Regions from separate parts of the Gossypium arboreum genome. Here region 1 is linked to region 2. A link is a contact called in public Hi-C data. All regions are on one chromosome and are shown on one strand. Each heading gives the region's core, a stretch centred on a gene start, on an enhancer-like site or on the middle of the called end of the contact. The rest is flanking DNA. Distances are from core to core; before and after follow the strand shown. Region 1 holds the start of LOC108464204 (protein S-acyltransferase 24-like). Region 2 holds the start of LOC108469692.

What was found. Hi-C and Micro-C count contacts between places; a contact is called where the count stands out from the background.
Region 1: a contact with region 2 is called in a Hi-C map of leaf, with 3 times the contacts expected there. The contact joins the promoter of LOC108464204 here to the promoter of LOC108469692 in region 2. A contact is called at or near these places in 3 of 5 Hi-C or Micro-C datasets (all in leaf).

What each region holds. Positions count from the first base shown.
Region 1 is chr8:99,355,553-99,361,056 of ASM2569848v2, forward strand. LOC108464204 (protein S-acyltransferase 24-like) reads right to left here and starts at 1,946. Exons shown (of 13, transcript XM_017764366.2): 1 at 1,177-1,946; 2 at 770-910; 3 at 1-105. The coding sequence starts at 1,476.
Region 2 is chr8:99,083,962-99,089,812 of ASM2569848v2, forward strand. LOC108469692 reads right to left here and starts at 2,691. Exons shown (of 16, transcript XM_017770682.2): 1 at 2,541-2,691; 2 at 1,307-1,636; 3 at 1,089-1,217; 4 at 787-994; 5 at 104-250. The coding sequence starts at 1,504.

The DNA of each region.
Region 1 (5,504 bases), core at 696-3,195, 270 kb after region 2:
AGGACTTCGCCCACTATAATCTGGAATATCAGGGTCAGCATTCCATTTTGAAACAATATGATACAGGAAAGCAGTCTGACCATACTGGGTGGCAACATGTGTTACCTGCATCAAATTACATTAAATAAACGTGCATCCATCTGGAGGTTGGAGTGAAAGCAATAAGTACATGTATAACGTTATCATCCCACAATCAAATTGTAAACAGAAAAAATGAAAGCATAAGTTTGTGCATCAACTTAAGAAGCATAAGCCCACACTTGCGTTATAAACTTCAAGACCAAGAAAAAAAAAAACACAATTACAAGAAAAGGGAAAAGAAAGTGTATCACCAACAGCAGTAAAGAACAGCTGCATAAATTAGAATATGATAGAGACGATACTAAAAGGAGAAATATTAGAGAGGAAATATAAGGGGGATTTAATAGGTTAGCAAGCCAGAGTAAACAAGAATGCATAGCACTTCAACATTTTTTGAGGTCCTAAACTAGGAGAGAAAGGGAACAAATATCATCTGCAGCAACAGTCTTGACTAAAATGCATAGCAAAAATATATATTCTTTAAGCCTCAAAAGATCAATATGATGTAATGAAAACCATATACTGCTGAGTTCTACTGCTCCTAAAACACATATAAATGATGCTTATGCTGGTATAAAACCAACTTCAAGCAGAGAAGAATGTCTAAAACAGCTAGCACTGTTTAGACATTTATTTACATCACTGATCACATTCCCAAATCCATTTGAGAAGAACCATATAATTTCACCTGGTAGCCATAGATGTCAGCAGCATGCACCCGAGCACCCTCTTGGAGTAAAATATCAGCAACTTTTATCGCACCTCGGACTGCACTCCAATGCAAGGCTGTCTGCCCATTGTGATCTGCAGCATGTATATCTCCACCATGCTAGCAAATAAAGAAAACCCAAAAACCAGTCACTTCAACCGAATTTAATCCAATGAAAACTTCAATACCAACATGAAACAGCTCAAAAGCATGGATTCCCAAAAACCATTTCAGTAAACCCATTAAAAGCCTGATCAAGCAAACTTTTTAAAGATACGGAATCCATAAACCCAGTTGACTAATAAATACAATCAACTCCAAACTCTGACAATAAAAGGCAATTCAGAAAATCCATCAAAACAACCATAAAAAGAAGGATAAAAGACCTCGATGATGTACTGAGCAGCAGCTGTTCTATTATTCAAAGCAGCCCATTGGAGGGCATAGTAACCAAGGCCATCAGGCTCGGAAAGAGAGCGACCCTCGTACTCAACCAACCTTTGGAGCTTCTCCAAATCCCCATAAGCAGCAACCGTGTAGACATCATTCCTCAAGCTCTCATCATCAACGAAACCACCAACAACCCCATTGTTCCCTCCCCCATAATATCCATTTCCATTCGCCAGAACGCCATCCAATTGCTTCAAGGGTTGAACGTCTTCAACAACCTCGATCTCTGACGACATCTCTCCAAAAAACCCAATAACCAAAACAGTCCTAAGAAGGAAAAATCGAAATCTCCTTTTCAATTATCTCCGGTTGACTTTGTTTCTGAATATTTTTTTTTAGTTTTCTCTTAAATTGGAAAAAAATGAAAAATGGTGGGGCCGGTTAGGGTTTTTCGAGGAAAGAAGGGAAGGGAAGGGAAGGGAAGGGGAGGAATGTGGTTGCGCTTTGGCGTCCTTTGCGTTTTGACTAAAGAGGCCGAAACCAATCGAAAGCCAAAGCGATTATCCGTAGGAATGAAAGTCAATTTCAGAGAAAAGAGAAGGAAGATCCATTGCCGATTGTTTCTCTTTTCTTTCTAATGTTTGCTCATTGACCCCGTCAACTTTACCTATTTACATCATTCAGCATATCCCTTTCCTTTTGTCAACTTGTATTTATTTCTTATTTTATTCATTTTTCATCAACGCAACTTTGTATTTCTTATTTATATTTATACCCTACTATTTTTAATCCACTTAGCGTTATATTTTTTAAAACCTTTATTTTCATATAAAATATTAAAAAGTTATTTTCTTGAAAATTATTTTTACAGAAAAACCTACCATCCAAATCATCTAACACATGGAGACGGGCTTTGCAAAGTTTTATTACAAGAAGGGATTTATTAAAAATAAATAAAACCTTCTCCAACTTCAATAACAAAATTGTTCTTATAATATTTTAGTTATTTAACTTTTTTAAATCAAATTTTCTTTTATCAAAAGTGGGGTCAATTTTGGTATTGTCTCTAGTCACACCTTCTATTTTAATTTTTCTTATTCTTAGTCGACATTATCATGATTTTTCTCTACACTTTTGTGGATTTTTGTTTTGTCCATTCAACCTTTTTCTGAAAGCAATTGCAGTTTTAGTTTTTAGTTTTTAATTTTCAATCTCTAGTTATTTTCTAGTGTATATATATGAGATTTTATAAGGTAAGGGTACCACCCAATAGATCTATTGGGCACTATTCTCAAAGGGCCTTATCATGATAAAGTATAGTGACAGTGTTTTTAAAATTGGAATCCGAGATGATGATGAAAAGGATAGACTATCTAAGACTTGGCATTTTGTGCATCACTGATGCAGTGGGTCCCTTGGGACTCTTGGCAGTAGTTTCTTGGTTGATTCAAGTTCAACATTAGGTTGGTTTAACCTTGACAAAATTTGCCTACTATGTTCATCCAACCTTGATAAGAATTGCCTACTATGTTTATTTCTCGTTTGTACAAATTTGAAGATGTTTTCCAAATGAGATGCCTACAAGTTTACCAATTTTTTTAGGCATTGAGTATTAAACCAACTTTATGTCGAGTTTTATAATTTTTAATTGACTAGCTTATCAGAGTAATCCTAAATATATGGAGCTGCAAATGTAAGTGCAAGAATTGTAAAAAAAGGGACATGTTCAAGAATCCTTTAGTCTTTGCATGGTTTCAATAATTTTAGTGCCTAAAGTTGGTAGTTTTAGAATGTATGTTGATTGTAGAGTTATTAATAGTGTTACCATTAAATATAAGCATCCAATTCCTAGACTTGACGATATGTTTGATAAATCACATGGTGCATCCATATTAATTAAAATTTATCTCAAAAGGAGTTATCATCAAATTCTAATGAAAGGTGATGATAAATAGAACAAGCATTTTAAAACAAATATAGACTTCATGAGTGGTTGGTAATGCCTTTTGGTTTAACTAATGCACCTAGTGTTTTCATGAGAGTGATGAATCACATTTTGAGACAATATTTAGGAAAATTTGTTGTTGTTTACTTTCATGAAATTTTAATCTATAGTGCATAATTAATGACCATGTTAAGAATGTTAGATTAGTTTTGAATTTTTTTTGTTAGGAACAACTTTTATTCTAACATTAAGAAGCATACTTTTTCATAGACAAGTTGATCTTTCTAAGATTTATATTTAGTGCAAAAGGGATTGAATTTGATAAAGAAAAGGTGAGAATCATTCAAGTATGGTCTACTCCTAAATCAAATTTTGACTATAGACTTGCTAATTTGTATAAACATTTTGTGAAATATTTCTCCACACTTATTGCCCTACAAATCAAAATCGTAAAAAAGAATATAGGATTTAAGTAGGACAACAAACAAGAGAAGGCCTTTTAAAATTTGAAAGATAAGTATTGTGGTGGGCCTATTCTTAAACTTCCATATTTTAATAACACTTCTAAGGTAAAATGCAATGCTTCAATGTTGGTGTTGGAGGCATTTTAATGCAAGAGGGAAGGCCAATTACTCCACCTATGACAAATAGATTTATGCCTTAATAAGATCTTTAAAGGTGTGGTAACACAACTTATTGTTAGAATCCTATTACAAGTCTGAAAAATAAAATTAAAGTAATCAAACATTCATCAAATCATAGTACAAAGGAAGAATAAAACATACATTCAATCGAATTCTTCCAATGATCAGTTTGAACATTTTTATTACCCTAAAACACAAAAATCAGTAGAAGAAATAATACTTTGAATAGGGTAGTTGCCATCCTTTGTAACAACCCTTGTAACAGCCCGTTTTCAATGAAATCGGAACATTGGTTTCAGGACCACAAACCCGAGTTGGAAAGAAAATTTATTTTAATATTATTGCATGGTCTATATTATAATAGGAAAGACATATGAAAATTTCGATAAGAAAATTTTACTGATTTTGTGTTTAATTATAGAAAGGACCAAATTGCATGAAATGTAAAAGTTTAGTTCTAGTAGCTATAAGTATCAAATAGCTATGGAATTTAAAATTGGAGGTCCTTATATGGTAATTAGACCATTAAGAAAAGTTACTAGATATTTTTGGTGATTCATCCATGGAAAATTAGAAAAGAAAAGGTCTAAATTGGAAATTGAAATAAATAAAAGATGATAAATAAATAAATATCAAATATTATCATTTTATATCATCTTCTTCCCCAAATTCTATAGAAACCCTAGGAAAGAGAAAGAAATTCAAGCAAGCATAATTGAGTAAGTAATCTCGTCCCAGTTTTTAGTAATTTTTATATTTTTGAGATCGGAATAACCTAATCTAGCTATTTTGGGAATTAATTTGTAAAGTAATTTTAGTATTAAAATTTTTCCATGGATGAATATGCTGAAATTTTGAAATTTATGGTAGAAAATGAAAGGTTGTTGATAGTTAAACAACTTTTGTAAAGTGAATTTTCATGAAATTGTGATTTAGGGACTAAATTGTAAAGATGTAAAATTCATGAAAAAATTCTGATTTTTATGAAATATATGTGCTATAAATGTTATATGTAAAAATCAGTTAGGCTTGGAATAAGGATTAAATTGTATGAATTTCATTTTCCGAGCCTAGGGACAAAATCGTCATTTATGGAAAGTATAGGGGCAAAATGGTAATTTTGCTTAGGGTGTGAATTGAATTAAATTGAGTATGAAATGGATTAAATTGACATTAAATTCATTTATATAGATCCGGATAGATCTAGTACGGAGTTGGATCGAGGAAAACAAAAAAGTATCGGATTAGTAAATCCTTGTATACAAACGCTTATTGAGATAAGTTCGTGTAACTAGATTATGTATATTAATATGTTTGGAATTGAATGTTGAATATGTGTGAATTGTATAAATATTTAATGTATAAAATTAATTACATGCTTGATATTGCTCAATAAGTATAAATCCCGTTTGGAATAGATGGAATTCGATGAATACAGGATTTCCCAATTGGTTGTGGTTTTGCATCTGTTGCGAACTCAGCATAGCTTTTATGAGCATTCTATTATAAGCCCTCTCGAGCTTCCTATTACATGGTTCCTGCGAGCATCCTGATCGGTAGTGACCCTGAATGTGTTGCGGACTACCGCAGCTCTTTGTGAGCATCCTGTTATATGATCGGTTGCGATCCTGCATATATTGCGGACACAAACACAGCTCTTTATGAGCGTCTTGTTATAGGTTCTTCTTAAGCTTCTTGATATGGCTCGCCTGAACATCCTGTTATATGGCTATCC
Region 2 (5,851 bases), core at 1,441-3,940:
TCAGAAGAGTTTAATTGTTACAAACTGCACACTTTTGGAGGTGCAAACAATTCAGTAGAACACAAGCATTCTAAGGTCTCACAAGGATTCATTCAAAACAAACCTTTAATGTGTACAAATCCACCATGAATCCCTGTGCACCTCTCCAGGTCCAACTTTTCCAAGTTTATTAAGCTGGAAAAGGCACACATTCCTTCAGCTGTAATTGCAGCACTCTTTTTAAAACTCAAGGATGTCAAGTTCGTTAGACCTAAAAGTTCAAGGAACATAATGCCCGTGATCAGCACAAAAACAATGTCAAACAGCATGCCAATCCAAAGAACTATTGCATAGATATCCTAACCACAGAACGACACTATTATGCAAAATTTTATTGTACTATTAATAAAATAGATTATATGGGAATAACATTTCTCTAACCACGATCACTTAAGAGTTTTATGGGATTTCTTTAATTTTTACAACACATTTAATAGATACTTCATACTTAACGGTTTCCAAACATGTTATATTGGAAGCATGCCATCTTTATTTTAGGTTTTTTTTGTTCCCCTATGAAATATGATTTTAAATAAGAAACAGCACAAAATAGCAAAAGAAAAGCCTTGAAATAGAATCTGCCCCAACTTTTCAGTATCATTGGTCCACTACAGAAAATAAATAAAAGGAAAAACATATACAGAAGACTTGTAATTCTTTACAAGTATCTTGTCAAGCTAGAATCTAGGAAAATGCCAGAAACTGGCCTATGGTAACATCTATACCAAGAAAGAAATAGAACATTACCACTAATATGCTTCAGTCCAATTTCTGAAATATTTTCACAGTGGTTAAAAGTTAAGGCTTGGAGACTCGAGCACTCTTTTAGGAGACCCAAGCCAATATCTGTCACATCAGAACCAGAAAGATCAACAGAAAGTAAAGATGTCCCCTGTGAAGAGATGACATCCATCCAACTATCCTGCACTCCGGGATATTCACCCAACCAAACATCCTGTCAACACGATGAAAATCAGGTAAATTTCATTCTCTGTGAAGACATAAAAAAATAAAGGTGCTCCATTTTTAACCATTTAGGGAAAACTCACCTCTAGAGCACAATCACGAAACTTTTGAAGAAAAACATCAGTAAGAAGATGAGATAGAACCAACTTGTTGAAAATTTGTTGACTTATATCCTTTGGAAGCATTGTGAATGAACTATACTGGTTGATGTCCTGTGATAGGAAAAGAATATAATTTCAAGAAAAAAAGAAAAAAAAAATCCCCTAAAGGACATGCCAGATACCAATGTGATAAGACTTACTTCGCATATTTTATGGATGCATAATTCCATGAGAGACGGGCAATTGGCCAATCCAGGCTGGTGAACCACCATGGGCCGAGAAAAGGAGGTTAGAAGCCACTTTGAACTACCACTTTTTCCGTACCTTCCAGACACTCCTCTTCTCATTCCATCTTCAACGACCTGTTGGTCTCTTTTCCTTGAACACACTCCCCCCATTAGACTAATAGTCTAATAAATTATCAATAAATATCATGAAGCAAGAAGAAAAACCAATTTACTCCCCATTTTAGAACCATCAAACATGGTCTGAACTCTGAAGTCTAAACGCTGCTTCACCTTACAACACAACTGAACAGAAACAACAGCATCAGAGAGTCAGCTCTTTAAAGTGTACAACGAATGCAAAACCAAAAGACCAACAAACCCATTATCTCGCATAAGTGACATTGGACTTATGTATAAATCAAAGCTAGCAGTACTCATCCCGAGCATTGTGAATGCAAAATTCTCGTTGGTAAACAGAAACGGCTATAGATTCATAAAAAAAGAAAAAAAAATCAGAGCCATCGAAAGCAACAGTTACAGAGAAGTTCCTGAAATCCAGCTTTGAATAGTTTAAGGGATATCTCATCGTGAGCATTAATTCAAAATAAATACAGTTATTAAAGGGGAAAAAACAGAGCTTAAGAAACAGAACGTTTAAGTGTTTAAATAACAAATTAAGCTGCATCTAATTCTTAACTTGCATCCCGAAAAAGCCAACATACATAAATTACAAACCCCTAGAATAAGTATTCAAAACCCCATTTAAAGGACAACGCATAACCTCCCTCATTAAACCATAAAATAAAATTAATAAATGCAACTAAACATTTAAAAAAATAAAAAGATCATATGAAACGATGATCAGGAAGTGTTTTTACTTTTTACACCACATTTACCTGTCTACTTTATCATCAACAATTTTTTTTTTACAAAAAAAAAAAAGAAGACAAAAGGTAATCAATGTAACACGTCAAAATAAAGAAAAAAAAACTTCCTCATAAAAATTCGCAATTTAAGGAGCGAAGAGCTAAGGATAGTTGAATTCTGGTGCTTTGGCAAAATAAAATAAAAGAACTTTTAACTTTTTTTTTCCTCTTGAGGAATCAAACGAAGAAAGGACGGAAAAAAGATCCTAAGAAATAAAGACCACAGTATCGAATAACGATCATATTCACAAAAAAAAAAAAAGAAGAGAGAAAAAGGAGACCTTAGAAAGAGAGATATAATCATCAGATCATAATCAGAGCGGAAAAAGGCAAAACACTTGCAGAGAAATAGAAATGGAAGGACGAGGAGGAGAAGGAAGTGAAACTGAAAGAGCAAGAAAGCAGGGGAAACAAGTAGAAGAAGTGAGGGGGAGTTTGTGGAGACTTTGAAGCCGTTTGATGAGTGCCACGTGGAGAAATTTTGATGGAAAAGGACAGGTGGTGGTGTATGAGTAATGTGGGTCGCACTAGTCCCTGTTCTTTCTGCTGGACCGTTTCGGTTAGCGGGCGGGCAAGAAGGGTAAACCAAAAAAGAAAAAAAAAAGTTTGTCCAATTTTATTTTCATATTCTCCTTCGACAAGCTACTTAGTCAATACCCATCATACACGTAGCCGCCATGCTTGTCTTCTTTTATTTATTTATTTATTTTGCTTAAAATCTTTACCTTATGATTTTACATTTTATTTGATCACGCTCGTGACATCATTTACATAATTGTTTTCTTAGTACTCCTAAATAGTGATATTTTTTATTTGCTTTGTGACTTTTAAACGTCTTTTGAAAATTTTAAATTAATGTTTATGAAATTGAAAATAAATTTCAGTTTAATCGATTCAATTGGTTTTGACGATAAAAAGTAAATAAATTATTAAAAATTATAAAAATTAATTTAGTTGTTAGTTAATTAGTTCATGAGTCAATTTATTTTTCTCTTATTAATTCAATATCTCAATTGATTCTTAATCCTATAGATCAATCTAATTCAAACAACATTTATCAAAATACACTTTTAAACTATTTATACCGGCTTACATATTAGGTTATATCCGATACTAAAAGATTATCCATAAAAAAAAAACAGTTCACAAGGCCTAGAACATTTAATTAATCTGGTTATTAATAACAAAGATTCAACAAGCTTGCTAGAAAGGATCATGAGCAATCAAGGTTGTAAGACCAGCAAACTCGTCATTAAACACATTAAGAAGATCAACACACTAACATGACTAGACCGATAATAAACAACCATGCATCGAGTAACCCAAACTTTTGGTATAAATTACCTAAGTTACAACTATCATTCTATTTATTTACATTATATTTCTTCGATTTATTGGTAAAAAGTCCTCAGTGAAAACTAAAAAATTAATGAAGCCCTCAACAAAATTTAGCACCCAATCGAGCCTTTAAAGGATGAAAAACTAATTAATCAAACTCCTCTGTTAATATTGACCATGTTTAACCATTAAGGTTCGCTAATGTGTTTGATAGACCAATCGGAAGACACGTAGTAGTCACGTGTTGCCATCCAAATAAATCTGGACAATCATGTGTCCAAGGTCATCCTAGATGTATTTTTTTAAAATATTTATTTTTTAAAAAATATTTGTTGATATGACAAAATGTCATGTCAGCATGATGTACACGTGGCTACCATGTGTCACCTTCCGATTGGTTTGTCAACCACGCCAGCGAGACTTAACGGTCAAACCTAGTCAATGTTAACAGAAGGGCTTGATTGATTAATATTTCATCCTTTAAGGGCTCAATTAGGTGCTAAATTTTGTTGAGGGCTTAATTGATTTTTTTTATTTTCCACTGAGGGCATTATTTACCAATAAGCCTATTTCTTTTTACCTCTTTAAACCATATTGTTTTCCTATTTCATTACAATTCACCCTAAAGTAGAAGTATAAATGAGACATTGGTGTTTGCAATCTATTTGAGTTCGACTTAAAAAATTTGAACTCAATTTAATAATTATCAAGTCAAGCTCAAGCTTGAGCAATTCAAGCCGAATTCAAGCTTAGTGATAGAACCTTATCAAGCTTTTCACTTTTAATATATATTTTAAATATTTTTATAGATGATGATTGAAAATTCGTAAGGCAAGTGTACATATCGATCAAGTAACAAAGTGATAAGAAGATATCATTCCCATAATGACCAAATTCTGAGTTGCTAAATACCAACAATTCAGTTTTTATCTAATCCATATCAATAAAATAAATTCTAATTACTATTAATTAAACTTAAGCAAACTATAAAGATATTATTAAATAAAACAATAAAATTTCCCATGTTTCTCAATCAATCTTAAAGACTTGGAACTCTAACTTCACCTAATCTAATTAATCAATTATCTCTCATTATCTCTCATTCAATTGTTCAATCTATGTAATCACTAACTCAGGATTCAATGGTATTAACTAGACCTTTCTTATGTCACAGGGCTAGAAATTAAGTCTGGCAAACCATGCGACCTTAGGTGATTTCTTTACTTCTAGTTCGCCTAAGTCAGCCTATCTCTCGAAGGATGAGATTTCTTACAGAAATTCTCTAATATACCAAAGTATAGAGGAAGCAAACTCAAAAGACAAAGGAACTCAAATCAAACACAAAAGCCACAAGAAAACTAAGCACGCCAAGTTTTTGAGTACATGCTCTCAAAAATTTTCTTTAACTCAAGAATGTGATACAATGGGATGATTACAAATAAAGGGAAGGGCTCTATTTATAGCTAAGCTTCCCTAGATCCAATGGTACAATTTGAGTTACATCAATGATTGAGATTAGTTCCTATTTACAAGATGAGAGTCCTAAGGGATTTAAATTCTATACAATCTTATCCTTTAGGATTTACAATATTCACTATGGTAACTCTAGTTTAACTAGAGTGTTTCACTGGGCCACCAAGGCTTCAAGTAGATGGGATTATCCATGTATTCCACAAATTGGGCCAATTCAAGTAGGTCAATGAGCCTCATTTAATCAGTTGTCCTCCATGAGATGCTTTATGGGCATTTTTCACGGGTTTTAATCTATGACTTGTGACATTCTCCCTACCCATTCTCGCAATGCCCTCGTCGCGTCCTCGGAATGACACTAGTTTGGCTCATCTTGGAACTGTTTCAATGCCTCGTTCGATTCCCAACTAGTCTCTCTTTCAGTTAGTTTTGCCCCTCAAAACATTTGCCTTAACTTATGTCTCTGTCTTTGCCTAACTCAAACTATATTTCTCACTTGTACATCTTGTTCACAAGAGCCCACCCCTCTTACTTGCCCACATTGAACACTAGGTTAACCTTGAGTATTGCCACCAACTCTGTTTTGTAAGCCCTTCGGCTTACTTGCTCCAAAACTATAAAAGGGCCCTTATGTCTTTGCCAAGCCAATCATAAGTCTGTTGCAAAAAATCTAGTTTGAAAATGATTTTCTTGCACAGTAAAAAAATAAAATTTTGAAAAACAAGCTGATTTGTGATACTTATAGTAATAAACTTTTTCCCGAAATTGCACTGTGCTTTGGGCT